Linked DNA regions of Mus musculus: regions 1, 2, 3, 4 and 6 are each linked to region 5. The links are chromatin contacts, called in public HiChIP or PLAC-seq and promoter capture Hi-C maps. All regions are on one chromosome and are shown on one strand. Each heading gives the region's core, a stretch centred on a gene start, on an enhancer-like site or on the middle of the called end of the contact. The rest is flanking DNA. Distances are from core to core; before and after follow the strand shown.

Region 1 (2,700 bases), core at 78-2,577, 590 kb after region 5:
ACCAGTCTACATCTCTTTTTTAAAAACTTAATTTGTATATTATAAATATACACACTTTCTTCCCACAAAGAAAACTCAAGATCTAGGTAACTTCATGAGTGAACGCTATCAAACAGTTAAGAGATATGACCTCTCTTAAGATGATTTTCTCTGATGTTTTGCCCAACAACATAAAACTGACGCCACAAGTTTATGTGTTATTGGCTAATGGACCAGTGAAACAGAATAAAAGGTAGACAGAAACTATCAACTATTGACATAGGCACCAAGGCAATTTGAAAAAAATTTCTCTCTCTCATTATAAATTTATATAAATATAAATTATATATATATATATATATATATATATATATATATATATATATATATATATAATTTTTTGAGGCAGGATTCCACTATGTAGCCTCTGTCAACCTCTGGAACTCCGATATTGGCCTGCCTCTGCCTCCCTGTTACCAGGAATGACATGATCACACCCAGTTTCTCTTTGCCAACCCCCCACTTTTTTTTGTACATTATTTATTTTGTTTGCGAATGTGTGTGTGTGGCTGTACATATTCCATGGTGCACTTGTAGCAATCAGAATTGTGGAAGCCGGTTCTCTTTTACCATATGGGTCTCTGGGATCAAACCCCAGGTAGACAGCCTTAGTGATAAATGCCCCGATGCTTACTTGATACATGTATAAAAACTAACTCAAATTAAACATAGGTCTAAATGTAAATCTATGATACTTCTAAAATAAAATACAATTATTCACCTAGCGTTTGAATCTTATTAAATCCAAAACTGTTGCTTGGTATGGTAGTACATGCCTGTAATTCCAGCATTTGTGAGGCGGGAGAATCACAAGTTGAAGGCTAGCCTTGGTTTCACAGAGATCCTACCTCTAAAAACCAAAAAAGATGAATAAATCTAACTAAACTAACTCTCCCGTTGAAATAATCAGAGCTGACATCCTAAGAAGAGGAATGCTCACAGATGTCTCATCAAAAGAAAGACCTTCCAGTAGGTGAACTCAAAAGACTTCCTGATTTCAATAGACCTACCACCTCCTTTTTAATTCTTGCCCCCTTTAAGAACCCAGCCATGACATCATCTTACGGCCGCGCAGCCTACCTTGGCAACGCCTGGCTGTTCTTCCGGAAAGCTTCAATTGGTTAGCCGGCTCCAAGAGGCCCCTCCCACTTCCCCCAGCAACCCTCCCCGGCGCCGGCCGTCAATCAGGTCATTTGGCATCTGTGATTGGCCACGGGGCCGCGTTCGCGTAGGCAGCGCACTGGGGGAGGGGAGCGGCGCGGTGTCTGGAGTCGCATCCGTCCAGGTCTCCCCGCGAACCTTGTAGCCCGCCGGTCCTCCTGCAGCCCGCCTGCTGGGCAGGGCCGGCTCGGCCGGGCCATGGAGTCCTACGACATCATCGCTAACCAGCCCGTGGTCATCGACAATGTGAGGCCGGGCAGCGGGGGGTGGGGGAAGGACTGTGACCCGCCGCGGGGTCGCAGGCGGCGTGCGGTGGCCCACGCTGGTGGGGCCAGGGGTGGGCCTCGGGAGCACCTCCCTCGGAGTCCAGGATGTGCGGTACAGCTGATCACAGTCAGGCGGTCCTTAATGCTCTAGGCCGGTGAACGCGTCTGTCTGGGGTGGGATCGCTGGGCAAGTTAAGACCCCTGGCCCTTTGCTTGGTGGTAAGCTCTGGCCGCCTGATGGAGGTCGGCTGACATTTGACTTCTTGCACACTGCTGGCTTTATCTCTTGAAGGGCCTGGTGATCTTTACAACACTTCCCAAGGGGCTGCACCCAGAAGCAAACACTGCACGTTAATTTCCACCAGCCACCACCTGGTGGCCTCTTTGCCGCTTTAACTAACCCCCTCACTCTAAATGATCTTTTCGGAGAGTGTAGCCACTTTCCCCAGGACGGAGCAGTTTGGGGTAGTAGTTTGCAAGCCTGAAAGAAAAGAGGTCCTGCTTCCCGGGGCGTTGTCTTCCAGCCTGGGTTGTGCTTACCTTCAGTGGCCCTAGGAGCTGTCTATCCTTAGAGGCCTTGACGTGGCTGGGGTTTTCTCTAGCTGTGCCCAGAGCTGATGTGTAGGCCTTGGAGCTTTTGACGGTGACACACTTCTCTTTCTGGGAACTGACTCCTTCCCACGTGAGCCCCTGATGGCATCTTTGTGGCTGCCTTTTTTTGGAGCACCCATGTGGGCTCCCTTAAATCATAACTTGTTTATCAGAGAGGCTAGTCCTGGACTTTGGGGGTGTGCTTGGGGCAGGCTACAGTGTACATCAGGCTACCTACCTGTTTGGTGGCCAACAAGCTAATGAGCTCAGAGGCACCTGCCTGGCTGAGTTTGGGCTTGGAGCCTCTCGCTTGTTACTTGGATATGTTATTTTGGCCCTAATAGAGACTGGTAGGCAAAGGGTGTGAGTAGGTGACTCATTTACTAAGTGGAAGGTGTGTCCAGTTCATGTTGAAAGCCTAGGTCCAGCTTCCAGCAGGGACAGGGACTGCCTCTCCTCTTACTACCCAAGAAAGGTACTTGGAGACCACCAAGTGGTTCCCCTCCATGGACCCAGTATGTGGTCTCTGTCTGCTGGTGAAGACAAGGGTTCTTGAATAGAGTAAGGCTGAGGCGTAGCATCTAGCTATCTTTAAAGTGTAGCTGATTTCCTCTCCCTACAGGTACTAGCCAGAGCATTCACA
Region 2 (2,700 bases), core at 86-2,585, 700 kb before region 5:
CGGGCCCGGCTCGCACTCACCTGGGCCGTAGGCCTGGCTTAGCAGCGCCCGAGCCCGGCCCCACACCGCCCGGACCCCCAAACGACCTCCGAGCCCCTCAGCCCCACGCCTCGGACCCCAGCCCGAGCCCCGGCCGCGGGACGCGCCCCGTCGAGGCTCGCCCATCCAGGGCCCCGCGCGACTCCCGGAGGACCCCCGGCCCGAGCCCCGCCGCCTACCTGTCTTCGCTCTTGTTTTTCTGTTTCTTCCCCATCGCTTGTCAACGGCGCTCGCGGCCCCGGCCCCTCGGTTCGGTGTCTCACAGACCCACTGTCTCCCGGCTGACTCCAATGCCCGCTCGGCTCGGTCCCCCTCGCGCCGCCGCCTCTCGCACCCGGCTCTCCACAGACCCGCGCACTGGGACAGGGCACATATGGTGTGAGCCCTCAGTACGCAAGCGCATCGCCCCGCCGCCTCGGCGTGGGGACGCAGGGCGCGGCTCATCGAGAGCGGCGCTTCGGCTAGAGCGTCTCCAGTAGAGCCGCCGGCCAGGTGGGAACCCAGGCGCCCCCTCGCCGCAAGTGAGCGCCGCGCACCGACGTCCGGCGGATCCCGGGTTCTAGAACCTAGAGGACGACAATGAGGCCGTTCATTTCTCACGTCGGCACCCTTCCCGGGGCTGGCTTTCGACGCAGAAGTGGGACTGAAAATTCTCCCCTGCCTACGCGGCCTCAGCTGCGGGAAGTCCATTACAGGACCACAAAGAGTCAATGATGAGCGTTCTGGGGGTGGCAGGACAAAAAATGGGATCCCTCTCAGAAACACTCATGAATTGTCAACTGTGTACATTTATTAAGGGGAAAAAGACATAAGGACACAGCAACGGGTCCCCTAATATGAATCTTCGTATGAGCAAGTTCTAAAAATTCATGTGCCTAAGAAAGTCAGGAGGGAAGATCCTGGCATGGTGAAAATTTTCTCCATGTTTCGGGGCGATGTTACTAGTGTGAGCTGTGTATAAATTATAATGTACTGTAAGCTACACTTTCGAAACTATTAAACACAACGAGAAATGAAGCCCCTCTGTCACTCAGGCTCAAGACCCGGCTCGTTTCCCGGTAGAGCCGGGACCCGCAGTCAGTGCACAAAGAACTACAATTCCCAACGTGCCTAGCGCCCATCCCTCCGGCCATTAGCCCACGTGAAGCGTAGGCTCGGAAGCCAGTAGTTCCGGGTGGCGGAGGATAGGGCTTCTCCGAGGCTTTCGTCACTCGCCACCGCCCTTTCCGCGAGTGTCTCACATTGTATCGCGAGAGGACTGTAGCCAATGAAGTGGCGGAGTTAACAGCCCCTTCTCTGCCCTTAACAATTGCTGCGAGGTTGAAACCTGTGTGAACCCGGTGGGTATTCTTGATCTGCGGCTTCCTCTCTCCGTAGGCCTCATCAATAGTCCAGGTACGGCTGAGGGTGATGTGGCCGATAGTGCCACAGCGTCCCAGTGTTGATGAAGGACACATCCTCGGCTGGGATCGAGGGAGCGGCTGGGAGGGCCTCGTCTGGGCGGCTGCGGAGGCTACGGCGCATGCGCCCCAGTTAGTGCGAAATCGGGTCCCCCCGGAACTACTCCACCAGTCTCTTGAGCTCAGGGAGTGGCGAAGAGTCTGCTGACAGGTACATGGGGTTAGGGTTTCGGTTAGGAGTTTGTAGGGGAGTACATAGGTGTCAGGGCCCCCAGTTCGTCGGTAAGAATAATACTCGATTTGGTTCAATAAATAGAAAGTTATGTCCTTACCCCCAATATAAAGGCAGTGACCACCTCCGCCTAATTCAGGGCAGCACTTTTAGTCGCGTGAAGCTCCGCATTTAAACGTAAAGGTCTCCTGTGAAATTCTCGGTGATAAACGAATACTGTGATGCAGATTCTGAGTGGCTGGTCTCGGATCCTTCTCTCTCTTCCCCGAGTTAGGGATCCTGGGAGTACAGCTTCTTTTCAGTTGTATAGTATTTATGAGAAGCTGACAGTTGGAGTTTTTAAATGACCTTATGTAGCCCAGGCCTATCGCTCCAAATATGAGGTGTGACCCTTATGCTTCTGCCCTTGAGAGCTGAGGTTGTAATCATGAGCCACCATGCCCAGGCTTATTTTGTGTGTGAGCTGATTAGTTTTAGCTGTCAACTTGATAGAATAATCTACGGTCACCTAGGAAGAAAGACTCATTGAGAAATTGGGTAGATTAGGTTGGCCAGTGGGCATGGCTCAGAGAGTAGGGATTGTCTTGGTTGCATTAATTAATCTACTCCCAGATTAATGTTGTTCTCCAGCAGATGTTGGACACAAGTAGACGTGTGTGTAATTACTTCTCTCTGCTTCAAGAGCCTGCCTTTAGTCGTAGAAGCGATGGGCTGTCACCTGGACTTGTAACGTTTATGTCAGGATATTTTTGAGGAAGTATGCCGAAAAGCAAGCTAGTGTATTTAGGGATTTCCCTGGATTCTGGAACCATAAATGAGATCTTTGATGGTTTACATCTTTATTCTGGTTTTGGCAGGTGTTGGGGCCTACATGCTGAGTTCTAAGGCCAAAATAGTGCCTCCAACATGGCATCTGTTGTGTTAACCTCTCAGGCTCTGTTACAGAGACCCTGTTTTAAAAAAAAAAAAAAAAACAACAAAGCCCCCGAAATGTAAACTTAATACTTATTTTTTATGCCCCCTCCCCCA
Region 3 (2,700 bases), core at 84-2,583, 570 kb before region 5:
TTGCCAGAATAAAGACTGTAAATCTGTGTGAGTCATGTTTAAATAGGACTACTAAAATAGTTACACGTGAGTCATTTTAAGGAGTTAAACTAAATGATTATTATGTATCGTATCACAAATTATTTTAGTTATCAGAACACAATCTCCCCACCCTCAGACACGATGAGTGTGTAGCCCTGGATCTCCTGAAACTACCTCTGTAGACCAGGCTGACCTTGAGCTCACAGAGATCTATTTGCCTCTGCCTCTGGGTTGAAGGCCTGACATACCTTCTGAGACAGACTGTAGCTGACAGACAAAATGAAACAATCTAACTTTTGAAAACCTGGTAGAATTCTGTTTCTACAGTGTTACTTTGCATAGCGACCCACACCCATATTTTACTTTTTTAAATGAAAAACTTTTTATACAATGCATTTTGATCACGTTCCTTCCTCTCCCCGTTTTTTTCAGATCCCACCACCTCCCTATCCACCCAACTTTATGTTCTTTCTTTAAAAAACCAAAACCTATGAAAACTAAAGTCAAAATAAGTAAAAGATCAACGAGACAAGACCAAAAAAGAAAAAAAAAAAAAAGCCCGTGGAGTTTGTTTTGTGTTGGCCACCTACTCCTCTGTAGGCGCCTGGGCTAGGATGTGGTTGATATACCCAACTACACTCTATTTTAACAGCTTTAGCTGAGCAAGGGATGGAACTCACTCAGTCTAGGTTTGAACTGTACCGCCGAGCAATCCACCCCCAGCTCTCTGCTTTCATCTTCATTACTGGTGTTATAATTATTTCCTCAGGAGGCTCTTACTTCCATGCTCTGGGAGACACTTCTGCAACTGCCAACACATGCTTCTCCCTGACAGAGTGTAAAGCAAGACCTAACTACAGGCCTACCTTCCTCACAAGGCCTTACCAAAACTATTTGCTATCCTCCTAATAACGCGATCCAAACCTGGAAGTGATTACGAACTTTTAAGCAAGCTTTACTCTTCGGGAGCAGGCACGCGACTAGCACTGAATGTCTTGTTTAGTTTACCCTACGCCGTATTAGAAATCAACTGTTCCCAATAATGAAATTACGTCCGGAGCACCAGGTGTAATCTGCAGAGCTTTCAGAACCAATAGGAGGGGCCCATGGGACGCACGCGTGCTCTCCGCAGCACCCACTCCTGCTCAGCGTGTGCCTCCACAACCCGCAAAGAATTCACTGGAACTGCTTCCGGCTTCACTCACCTGCCACTTCCGGTCGCGCCCGCAGCAGCTTTTTCTGCAAATTAAAACTCAATCAACCCACGTGGAACCCAGAACACTCAGCCCTCTAGACGCAGTTGCTGGGGAGTCCTCCCCAGCCCCGCCCAAGAGACCCGCCCTCAAGAGGCCACGCCCCCGTAAAGCTCGCCCCCTGGATAAGCCACACCCCCAGGAGGTCGTGGCTAAGCCTGAAATAGAAGCAAATATTTTTAAGGTTATTTCCTTCAGGCCAATGCATTTAGAACTAGATTCATTGAAAGGACAAAGTCCACTTACCAAAATATGTAAAGACGAGCTGGGTGATTCCTATGCTGGTTTCTTTCAGCAAGAGTTGGCTAAACTGTGTGGTCCAAAATGGTCTGTTCACACTCAGGAGGTGCTGTCTAGCTGCTGGGGCGGTTCGATTCAAGGCACTTGGAAGCGCTTCAACCGCATTCCTATGGCCCCAGGAACAACAAAGCCAGACTAGAGTTAAGGAATGAGATCACGGACCCACTTCTTGATGAGCAGAGCCCAAAGAATTTGTGGTCATTCCTCGCTCTTCCACAGAAACCAGTCTCTCCTCCTTCAGTTAGAATGGAAGCCTCTCCAGCCTTGCCTCCTGGTACTGCTAACGCAGTAAATGAGCAGAGTTAATTCAGGGTATATAAATTAGCTGCACCACAGACAGGACTCCTGTCTGTTACTGCAACTTTGATGAGATCAGTCTTCAGCTGGATGGTATTATGAGGGTGGGAAGGGATACTTTTCCATTCGTCATTGTAGGAATTTTGCTAGTTATCAAAATAGCCCCACATTGTGTTGCCCTTAGTAGGGCTCCTAAATTAGTAGTCTGCTTCTATATTGTATTCTTTGAAATCTGAGAAGGGACAGTTTTTTTCTGTTGTTGTTGTTCTGTTTTGTTTTTGTTTTTTGTTTTGTTTTGTTTTAATTTCCTTCAATGACCTTCCTTCATTCTCCACTGTCTGCTCTAAGATGTCTGTCTTTGGACCAGTTATCCTCTTTTTCTACTTCTTCAGCTTCTCCACTGGAATGTCCAATAACACTCTAACCTGCTTTATAGTCCTCTGGTGATGGCAATTCTCCTTTCCTGCATTTTATTCTGTCTCCTCCCCCGCTCCCAATCCCCAAGACAGGGTTTCTCTGTGTAGCCCTGGCTGTTCTGGAACTCATTTTGTAGACCAGGCTGGCCTTGAATGCACAGAGATCCACCTGCCTCTGCTTCTGGAGTGCTGAAATTAAAAGTGTGCTCCACCATGCCTGGCTCTGTCTGCTCTTCTTAAAACTTCTATTTGAGTGTGAGTTAGGGTCTCCCCCTGTAAGGCAGGCTTGCCTGGAACTCGCTATGTGGACCAGACTGGCCTCACAGAGAGCTTTCTGCCTCTGCCTTCCAAGTGCTGGGATTAAAGGTATTAGCATGGGCTTCTTTCATTTAATCACCATATTAAGGCTGAGA
Region 4 (2,700 bases), core at 201-2,700, 590 kb before region 5:
CACTCTGTACACGGGACAGTGCCAGAAGACAAGGACTTTATATTTTGGTTTGGATCTGCTCAAGTCATAGATGTGTCTCTCAAAGCAGCTTCGGCACTCAAGATTCTCTGCTGAAGTTTAATTTCAGATATAAGCAGGCAGCACCATCAAAACTGCTTTTTGTTGTTGTTGTTTTTCCTTTTGGTGAGGGAAGGTACTGGGGATTGAACCCATAGCCTTGCATACAGAATATAAGTGCTCTGAGCTGCAACTCATTTCAATACAGTAGGCATTATTCTTATGTGCGTAGCTTTTGGACCTTGAAGCAATTATACTGCCATCTACTGTACAACAACTTTCCTCTGTACTGTTGCAAATACCAGAAAAATGGGGCTGGAGACATGGCTCAGCAGTTATGAGCACTGGCTGCTCTTCCAGAGGTCCCACATTTAATTCCCGGTGACCACCTGGAAGCTTACAAATGTTTTTTTAACTCTATCTAGTTCCAGGGGATCTGACTATCTTCTGGCCTCCATGGGCACTACACGCACATGGTGTAGATATGACAGGCAAAACACCCATACACATAAAAATAAACTGAAAAATACCATTTATCACATGGGATATATAACCTATTTCTATTTTCTAATATGTTAATATATGAGTATACACAGAAAAACAAAAGGCTGCCAAAACCATTTTTCCTCTCCCTCACCCCGAAAGGTTTGCTGGAGTTTTGTTGTTGTTTTGCTTTTTTACAATGGTTATGCACGTAAACAGCTCTTTACCCCTAAACTACAACACCAGCTCGTAAGTGGTTCTTTAATTAATTTCTCTTTCTAAAGGGTCAAGGTATATATCTATAACGAGGAGTGAACATTCCTGAAAATACAGAACACTGAATTTCCCGTGCAATCAACCGCGTTCTCTGAAATCAACAAATGTCTCTCTTCTTCGAATTCCCAGGACGTAAAGGTAGTAGGCAGCCGTCATAACGGCCTCTCAGCCACCAAAAGCAGCTGCTTTAACAAGTGACAATCACAGGGGCCTGCAAAATCACTGTCTTTAATAAACAGCAACTCCAAAAACTCAGCACTCTAAAATCGCAACATCTTAAAATTAAGCAAGTTTTGCCTTCTTAAAAAAAAATAATAAATTTCACTGACGCTTGGATGGCTCGGACCTAGATCTACACGAGTGAGACTCTCAGAGACACGCGCGTCGCAGCACGACTCGAATAAAGTGACAACCTGGCTGCTTTCAGAAGATCAAGAAATAGGTCTGCGGGACCTCCAACTCGAAACAGAAAGAAAGTCATTTCGTAACTGCAGAGAGAGCCTCTAGCTCCCACGACCGCACTCACCGGCGACCGCTGTGTCCACTCCGAACGTCCCCGCAGCCGGAAGGAGAGGAACAGAGGCAGGTGGACCCAGTGCAACATTCAAACCACGCCGTTGCCGTCACAGACCGTACGGTTCTTTGGTTCCGGGAAAGGTTTTTTTTTTTTTTTGTCCCGGCCCATTCACAACGCGCCATAGAAGACAGCGCAGGCGCAGCGGCGTCACGCGTGCGCTTCCTGGAAGCGCAGTGGGTCAGCTCTTGGAATTTGCTGGCGGTGCCCAGGAGTTGTCACAGTGATGGCTAAGTCCAGCCTGGGACAGGATTCCGATAGCACTGCGGCGGTGGCGGTACTAAAGCGGGCAGTAGAGCTGGATGCAGAGTCCCGGTACCAGCAGGCTCTGGTGTGTTACCAGGAGGGGATTGACATGCTCTTGCAGGTTCTGAAAGGTGAGCGAGTTTCGGTTTCCGCTCTGTCTGGGACTGAGCGGAAACTTAAGAAAACGAAACTTACTAACTACCAGGAAGCATTCAAATTCAGGAGTTATATTCTGATAATCTGCAGGACAACGGAGGTGGTGGCCTTTGCAATAGACCGATGTTATCGCTAAGGACCATAAGAGGCATAACCAAATATAATCTATAAGGCTTGATAGGTCTTGCGTTTGAATCAATTTTATTCTTCGTTGTTGTCAGTTTGTGACATGATTTTTCTCCTTCCTCTGGCTCACCTTCCTGCCCTCACCCCAACTATGATCCATTGAGTTTCACTAGGGTGGAAGTTTGTTTACAGAGCTATGTGCACGTTACCAGCGACTACAGCACTGACTAAATTGTCTCTCCCTCCTCCATCAATGATTATATATTCATTCTCAAGATGGGGGTGCATTCCACGGCCATTTATTCTATGTGCACCAACCAGTTGTCAGTCTCTGCAGTCACTACCCGGTACTGGTGGAAGAGGCTTCTCTGACCATGTGGACTACAGCACTGCTCTATGGGCATAAACATAATGAGGTAGAGGGCAGTTTGGCAGATACATCATGTTGATTTAATAAAACTACAGCAGTAGTAGTACGGCCCCTAGGGCCTAGGACCGCCACAGTCTTGATTTTTAGTTAGGTATAAAGTACCAGATGAGAGTCCCTCTTGTCAAGCAGACTTCACATCCAATCAGAAAGCAGTTGGGTACCACATTTACCACGATTGCGCCAATGGGCTCATCTTTCCCAGATGGTTGGTTTTAACAGAGGGAGTGGCTGAGTAAGACATTTCTCCCCCAGCAGCTTGAGTAGCACCATCCAACACCGTGGTACTATCCAACAAGGAGGACGCTTTCAACCAGCTCCAGTTTGTTCTCGACCTGTGGTCAAGGCATGTGGC
Region 5 (2,700 bases), core at 91-2,590:
TGGCAATTAGATTTCAAAACAAACGCAGCTAATGAGGTTCTGTTTACACCTCTTACTGATGAGGGTCTTGAGAACCTGAGTTAGCAAGTGACAAAACCTTCAGGATTCACACCCAGATCAACCAGCTGTGTGATGTCCCAGCCCTGTGATGTCCCCATTGTCCACACAACCCACCCGGGGAACAGGAGTGAACGAAGCAGAATATTACTGCAACACCCCAACTTCCGTACCACCCCACCCCCATCCCCTTGGCCCAGAGGCCCTAACTGGCAGGTGACAAATCACATTCTACTCTTAGGCAATCTCTCAACATCAAACACATTAAGAGGCAAAGATTTACAACGGCCAATACTTACTTCCTTCTTACCCAGAGAGACATTTTCATGAGCTGTCAAATCCAGGCAGGAGGAACCCACCATTATGTAATGTCAGAGGGCAGGAGAGAAGGGGCAAGAGAAACCAAGGCCCATCAACACTCCTTCCCTTCGCCCACAAAGATATATATTTGTGTCTGACATTTTGAGTGTTTCCGTGGCCTACACATTCATGACTGGCTTTGCAAAAGACGACCACGGATCCCTGCAAACCTCTCAGGCCTCAATTAGCTTATTAGGAAAGCCAGAAGAATATAAAATACATAAAGCAAAGGTGAGGGAGATCCTGTCCTGGCCGATGCGCGAACAGAAAATGCTCAAAGAGTTGCGAGGACGTAGAGTCCGTGTCTCCCACCAACATGTATGTTTATTTTTACCCGGTGTGTTGACACCCGAGATACCGCGAGGCCTTCAGCGTCGGATGCCTATGGGATACAGCAGAGATGCAGCCGGCGGGCGCGTTGTATAGCATCGCACGGCTCCCCGAGAAGCCCGCGGCAAGGGGACCGCAAGTCTAGGATCGCGCTCCAAAGACGCGGCCAGCGAACCGCTAGGCTGTACCACTGCCATGACAACCGCGGGCGCCACCGGGCCGGGTTCCCAGTGTCTCCAGCTCCCAGCCGCCCAGCCCACTCCGCTAAGCCCGGCACACCGGACCTGGCACGGCCCAGCTCGGCCCACCTACCTGGCGCGCCCCGGCCCGGACACTTGCTCAGCCTTGGCCTCTGTCCTCCAGGCCGCACACCCCGGCCTCGGCCCCGCTGGTTGCTGTCCGGTCCTGAAGACCGGCCGGGATTTGTTTCCTGGCCGCCTCACTCCGGCCGGTGGCGTCCACCCCAGACCCGAACCCGCCGTCCCCGCGCAGCCCGAATCCTGCCACCGCCTTCTCTCAGAACACAGCGCACAACCCCGCCCCGGTTCCGCCCCCTCACCGCGCATGCGCGCCCCACTCCCCGACCGCCGCCCTGCCCCCTCCCTCCCTGGCTCCGCCCCTAGGAAGCCGCACCTCCCAAAAGGTCACACCCTCTTATGTGACGTCACCCAGGAGTGGGAGTTTTTCCACCTTCACATGCCCTGAGGCTTCTGCCCAGAGAACAAGCGATTCTAGAAAAACGCTGGAGGTCGGAAGTGCAGGTGTAGCTGATCCATCACTCAGTGGGCGTGGCCACCAACAAACTGTAGTCTTTTGAACTTCCTTCCAGACCTAGTCTACCCAAAAGATAACGGACCTTAACACTTCCTCCTCAAAATTCTATTTTTCTATAGGGAAGAAGACCAATCAGGACTTTCGGAGATACATTTTTTTTTATTTTATTACTTATTTATTTCCACTGAGACAGGGGCTCCCTGCCTCTGATCGTTTTTAACTTTATTGTAACGTTAACATTTCTACCTGATGAGGGGAAACTTAAATGGACAAACAAAAACATTTTTCAGGTTTTTTTACACCTCATTTGTCTGGTTTTTTTTTTGCTTGTTCTGTTTCGTTTTGGGTTGTTTTTTTTTTTTTTTGAACAGGGTAATCCAGGTTGGTCACCCACTCACTAGCTGCCCTTCGTGTTATTCATGTTCCTGCCACTGCCTCCTAAAGGCTGAGAGTACAGGTATGCACCACCACACCCACTTTTATCTTCTAAAGAGTAACTTATTACCAAATGCTTATCTTTTATTAATCAGATGAAGGGGAGAAAATATTGATTGAACCTTAACCCTAAGGCCAAAAGCCAAAAAACTCAAACATGCTTAGAAAAATTAAAAATATTGTCCTTATTTCATCTTCTAAAATTCAAGTGACTGATATACCTGATTTTCTTACGGTAAAATTAATAGAAATCCCCCTTTCAATCTCAAAAGCATTCTCCTATGAGATAATAAATTTTATGGTCAGAGTCTTAATTTGCTTTCTCTCTTCCTGGGTTAAACCACTGGCCAAAAACGACTTGGAGAGGAAAAGGCTTATTTGGCTTACAGGCTACAAGTCCATGATCAGGCAGGAACTCAAGACAAAAACCTAGAGGCAGGAATGGAAGCAAAAGCCAGGAGCGAAAGTTACTTGTTGGTGTGCTCTCCATGGCCTGCTTAGCCTGCTATTTAGATAACTCAGGACCACCTGCCTGGGGTGGCACCACCCACATTAGGTCTTGCCCTTCCACATCAACCATTAAGAAAATGCCCCACAGGGTGCCTACATTGCAATTTGATCCAGGTATTTTCTCAACTGAGGTTCCCTCTTTTCAGATGATTCTAGCTTGTGTCCACCTAACAACAACAACAACAAAAAGCTAGCTTGCACAGCTGTGTTATTTATATTCAAGCTAAAGAGGGT
Region 6 (2,700 bases), core at 181-2,680, 510 kb after region 5:
GGTGAAATAGGCTCATGCATTTTCTCTCTCCAGTATTCATCACTGCCAAGAACCGTCTCCTCGCCCTGCTCTCTGTGCTTCTGAGAAGCTAAAGAGCCTGCTCAGCAGTTAGCAGCATGTTCTTGCAGAGAACTGGAGTTCAATTCCTGACACCCATATCTGGTGGCTCACAACCACCTTTAACTTCAGCTCCAGGGGCTCTAGCGCCCTCGTCTGGCCTCCCTGGGCACTGCATTCAAGTGCGCAAATCCACACTGACATGCATATACAACATCAAAAATAGACGCGTTTCTCATGTGTGTGGTACATGTGTGGTATATGCATGTTCATGTGTGTGTGCTTGTGGAGACCCAGTGGAGGAGGAGATGCCAGAAGCTCACATGGTGAGACATGTCACCACCCAGCCCTACACCCCCCACAAATCAGCCACCAGAGTCCTGAGCCGTGGGGCCTGCAGATCGCCCACCGTATCTATTCATCAGCTGGCTCCACCCAGTTCAGACTCTCAGCTTAACAGGTGCTACAGACATAAGTCCCCAGTTTCCCCCAGAGCCCAAGTCCAAAATAGCTGTCCCTAAAGCCATGCCACCTCCAAACCCACTTGGTCTGAGGCCCTGTCCCATCCCTATAGGCTGTGGGATCCCAACAGTGAGCCTAATGGGCAGTGCAGACTGGGGACCCACTCGGGAGGCTGAGGCAGACAGCGCATGAGTTGAAGGCCAGCTTGAGCCAGAAACTGAGCAAGCTGGGGGAGAGCTTACCTAGTACGTGCAAAACTTGGGGTTCATTCCCCTGCACCCCATAAAACTAAGAATGCTGGCCCCTGCCTGTAATCCCACCACAGGAAGTGGAGGCCAAGAGGAACAGAAGTTCAAGGTCGCCTCTAGCTACACAGACTTTTAGGCTATCCCGGACTTCAGGAGACCCCGGCTCAAAAACAAATAAACGAAAACGGGGGCGGGGGAGGGGGCTGGGGAGCAGGCGGAGTAAGTTCTGTTCCCAGCACTTGAAAGGTGGCCAACGACCATCCATACCCCTAGCTCCAGGGGACCTGACACCCTCTTCTGACCTCTATAGTCACAAGCACGCATGGGATGCACCGACGTACGTGCAGGCAAAACATTTACAGGTGCAAAAATAAAGCCACGAAACTGAATGGTGACTGAGTCACGCAGTCGTTTCTTCTCCGGACATGTAAAGGCTGCGAGTACAAGGCAGGAGCCATCAGCTACAGAATGTCGTGGTCTTGCTGGATCAGGGGCGACATCCACAGGCAAAGCAGAACCTGTGGTTAAGAGAAGTCTGTGAGACCGAGGGACGGGGCTGCAGGAGCAGATGATACTGGAAAGGAACAAAGAAAGATGTCCCTCCGTACAGCCTCGTGGGGCGGCGGTGGGCTCAGTCCTTACTCTGAACCATTCTTCTGCGCTTTTCCTAGGCTGCTGCTGCCCCTCCCCCTCCTCCTGGCTGCTGGTGGCAGAGAAAATGGGAGGGTTTCTCTCTAAAGCCAGGTTCAAGCGTCAGGGCTTTAAGCGTCCTTGTAGTTCCCGGTACCTTTGAGATCTTCCCACTGGTTTTTCTACATTTACTTTCCCTTTTCAGTCGACGCGCCCATAGAGAAACTGAGGCACGGGAGGGCTAAACAACCTGCCCCCGGGGCAACTGGGGCTAAATCTATAAACAGCAAAAAAGCGTGCCACACTAAAGCAGAGGGCTACGCTAAAATACAAAGGCGCAAGAGCCTGGATGTATTCTGCGAGAGGGTGCGGAGCCCGGGTCCCAGAGGCTGGCAAGAAGCATCCTGCAAACCGGCCTGGAGTGAACCCTCTGCAGGCGGCGGAACTGACGGCTGAAGATCAGAGGCGAGTCTGGATTCTGTTCCCTAGCCAGAAGCTGCCAGAATAAGGACAGGTGAGCGCCCTGTGCCAGGAACTGAGCCCACCTTTGCTTTTACTGTGGCGCCACCTTGTGGCATTGTTTTAGAACTACAACCTCTTCAGAGGATTCCGTCATTGCCAAGCCTTTCCCAGTGTACTAGATACCCACGTGGATGTTTTAATACCAAACCAATTAGTGATGCAGACGATAAAATAAATAAAAACAAAAACGTATTTATTTTCTTAAACGTTTGTGCAATAATATGTGTCATTGGGCTGGAGAGATGGCTCAGCGGGTAAGAGCACTGACTGCTCTTCCAGAGGTCCTGAGTTCAATTCCCAGCAACCACATGGTGGCTCACAACTGTCTGTAATGGGCTCTGATGCCACTTCTGGTCTGAAGACAGCGACAGTGTACTCACATGCATTAAACTAATTAATTAATTAAAATATATAATTATCCAATAACAAGTGAATTTTAATGCAACTGAAATATTTGCAAAAGAAACCATTTCCAGCAGCCACAAAATCCTACCACTGAGGAAATTTCTTTCTTGATCAACTTATTAGTTTTAAAGAGATTAAAGACTGTTTAAGTTTTAATATTGTCTATGAATTAGTAATACAGCTTACATATGCAGTAGTAACGTCACCTTCTAATGAAAAACGCATATCTCCCTATTCTCAAGGCACTGCTAAGGGGTTTTCGCTTGGTTTTGTTCTGGTTTTTTGAGTTTTTTTTTGTTTTGTTTTGTTTGTTTTTTGCCTGTTTGGAGTGTGTGCTGTTGATATAGGATCTCATTATGGAACCCAGGCTCGCCTG

The links. Promoter capture Hi-C pulls out the DNA fragments that hold promoters and counts their contacts. HiChIP or PLAC-seq counts read pairs in DNA pulled down with a chosen protein or histone mark. Capture Hi-C pulls out chosen DNA fragments and counts their contacts.
Region 1: a contact with region 5 is called in a promoter capture Hi-C map of adipose tissue, with 3 times the contacts expected there. The contact joins the promoter of Actr1b here to the promoter of Inpp4a in region 5. A contact is called at or near these places in 9 of 39 promoter capture datasets (3T3-L1-derived adipocytes, the C10 cell line, the HPC-7 cell line and 5 more), 4 of 484 Hi-C or Micro-C datasets (B cells, CD4 T cells, embryonic stem cells and 1 more), 12 of 115 datasets of contacts at active chromatin or transcription factors (astrocytes, bone marrow-derived macrophages, embryonic forebrain and 7 more) and 4 of 9 other capture datasets (adipose tissue, embryonic stem cells, liver and 1 more).
Region 2: a promoter capture Hi-C map of liver shows a contact between it and region 5, with 1.9 times the contacts expected there. The contact joins the promoter of Txndc9 here to the promoter of Inpp4a in region 5. A contact is called at or near these places in 2 of 484 Hi-C or Micro-C datasets (CD4 T cells and LSK cells), 3 of 115 datasets of contacts at active chromatin or transcription factors (cardiomyocytes, intestinal villus epithelium and memory CD8 T cells) and 2 of 9 other capture datasets (adipose tissue and liver).
Region 3: a promoter capture Hi-C map of hematopoietic stem and progenitor cells shows a contact between it and region 5. The contact joins the promoter of Lipt1 here to the promoter of Inpp4a in region 5. A contact is called at or near these places in 19 of 39 promoter capture datasets (the 3T3-L1 cell line, 3T3-L1-derived adipocytes, the HPC-7 cell line and 11 more), 15 of 484 Hi-C or Micro-C datasets (CD4 T cells, CD8 T cells, LSK cells and 7 more), 9 of 115 datasets of contacts at active chromatin or transcription factors (bone marrow-derived macrophages, embryonic stem cells, memory CD8 T cells and 3 more) and 4 of 9 other capture datasets (adipose tissue, embryonic stem cells, liver and 1 more).
Region 4: an H3K27ac HiChIP or PLAC-seq map of microglia shows a contact between it and region 5, with 7 times the contacts expected there. The contact joins the promoter of Mrpl30 here to the promoter of Inpp4a in region 5. A contact is called at or near these places in 15 of 39 promoter capture datasets (the 3T3-L1 cell line, 3T3-L1-derived adipocytes, the C10 cell line and 10 more), 4 of 115 datasets of contacts at active chromatin or transcription factors (bone marrow-derived macrophages, embryonic hindbrain, microglia and 1 more) and 2 of 9 other capture datasets (liver and pancreatic islet).
Region 6: a promoter capture Hi-C map of liver shows a contact between it and region 5, with 4 times the contacts expected there. The contact joins the enhancer-like site here to the promoter of Inpp4a in region 5. A contact is called at or near these places in 12 of 39 promoter capture datasets (the C10 cell line, HPC-7-derived erythroid cells, cranial neural crest and 8 more), 1 of 484 Hi-C or Micro-C datasets (liver), 10 of 115 datasets of contacts at active chromatin or transcription factors (astrocytes, bone marrow-derived macrophages, embryonic basal ganglia and 5 more) and 4 of 9 other capture datasets (adipose tissue, embryonic stem cells, liver and 1 more).

Annotation. Positions count from the first base shown.
Region 1 is chr1:36,708,552-36,711,251 of GRCm38.p6, reverse strand. Actr1b (ARP1 actin-related protein 1B, centractin beta) reads left to right here and starts at 1,327. Exons shown (of 11, transcript NM_146107.2): 1 at 1,327-1,446. The coding sequence starts at 1,399.
Region 2 is chr1:37,995,843-37,998,542 of GRCm38.p6, reverse strand. Txndc9 (thioredoxin domain containing 9) reads left to right here and starts at 1,335. Exons shown (of 5, transcript NM_172054.4): 1 at 1,335-1,434. Eif5b (eukaryotic translation initiation factor 5B) reads right to left here and starts at 533. Exons shown (of 24, transcript NM_198303.2): 1 at 219-533. The coding sequence starts at 253.
Region 3 is chr1:37,870,852-37,873,551 of GRCm38.p6, reverse strand. It overlaps Lipt1 (lipoyltransferase 1), which reads right to left and starts at 1,333. Exons shown (of 2, transcript NM_001037918.4): 1 at 1,227-1,333.
Region 4 is chr1:37,889,227-37,891,926 of GRCm38.p6, reverse strand. Mrpl30 (mitochondrial ribosomal protein L30) reads right to left here and starts at 1,450. Exons shown (of 6, transcript NM_027098.3): 1 at 1,343-1,450. It overlaps Mitd1 (MIT, microtubule interacting and transport, domain containing 1), which reads left to right and starts at 1,516. Exons shown (of 7, transcript NM_026913.3): 1 at 1,516-1,767. The coding sequence starts at 1,617.
Region 5 is chr1:37,298,478-37,301,177 of GRCm38.p6, reverse strand. It overlaps Inpp4a (inositol polyphosphate-4-phosphatase, type I), which reads right to left and starts at 1,340. Exons shown (of 26, transcript NM_030266.4): 1 at 1,060-1,340.
Region 6 is chr1:36,784,096-36,786,795 of GRCm38.p6, reverse strand. No RefSeq gene overlaps it. Among named protein-coding and RNA genes, the nearest start is that of Zap70, 24 kb to the right of the region's middle. Within about 2 kb of position 1,430, at least 50 of the 459 cell types and tissues checked have an H3K27ac peak or open chromatin away from gene starts, as enhancers often do. A contact at or near this core is called in embryonic forebrain, hippocampal neurons and liver, where this site is marked.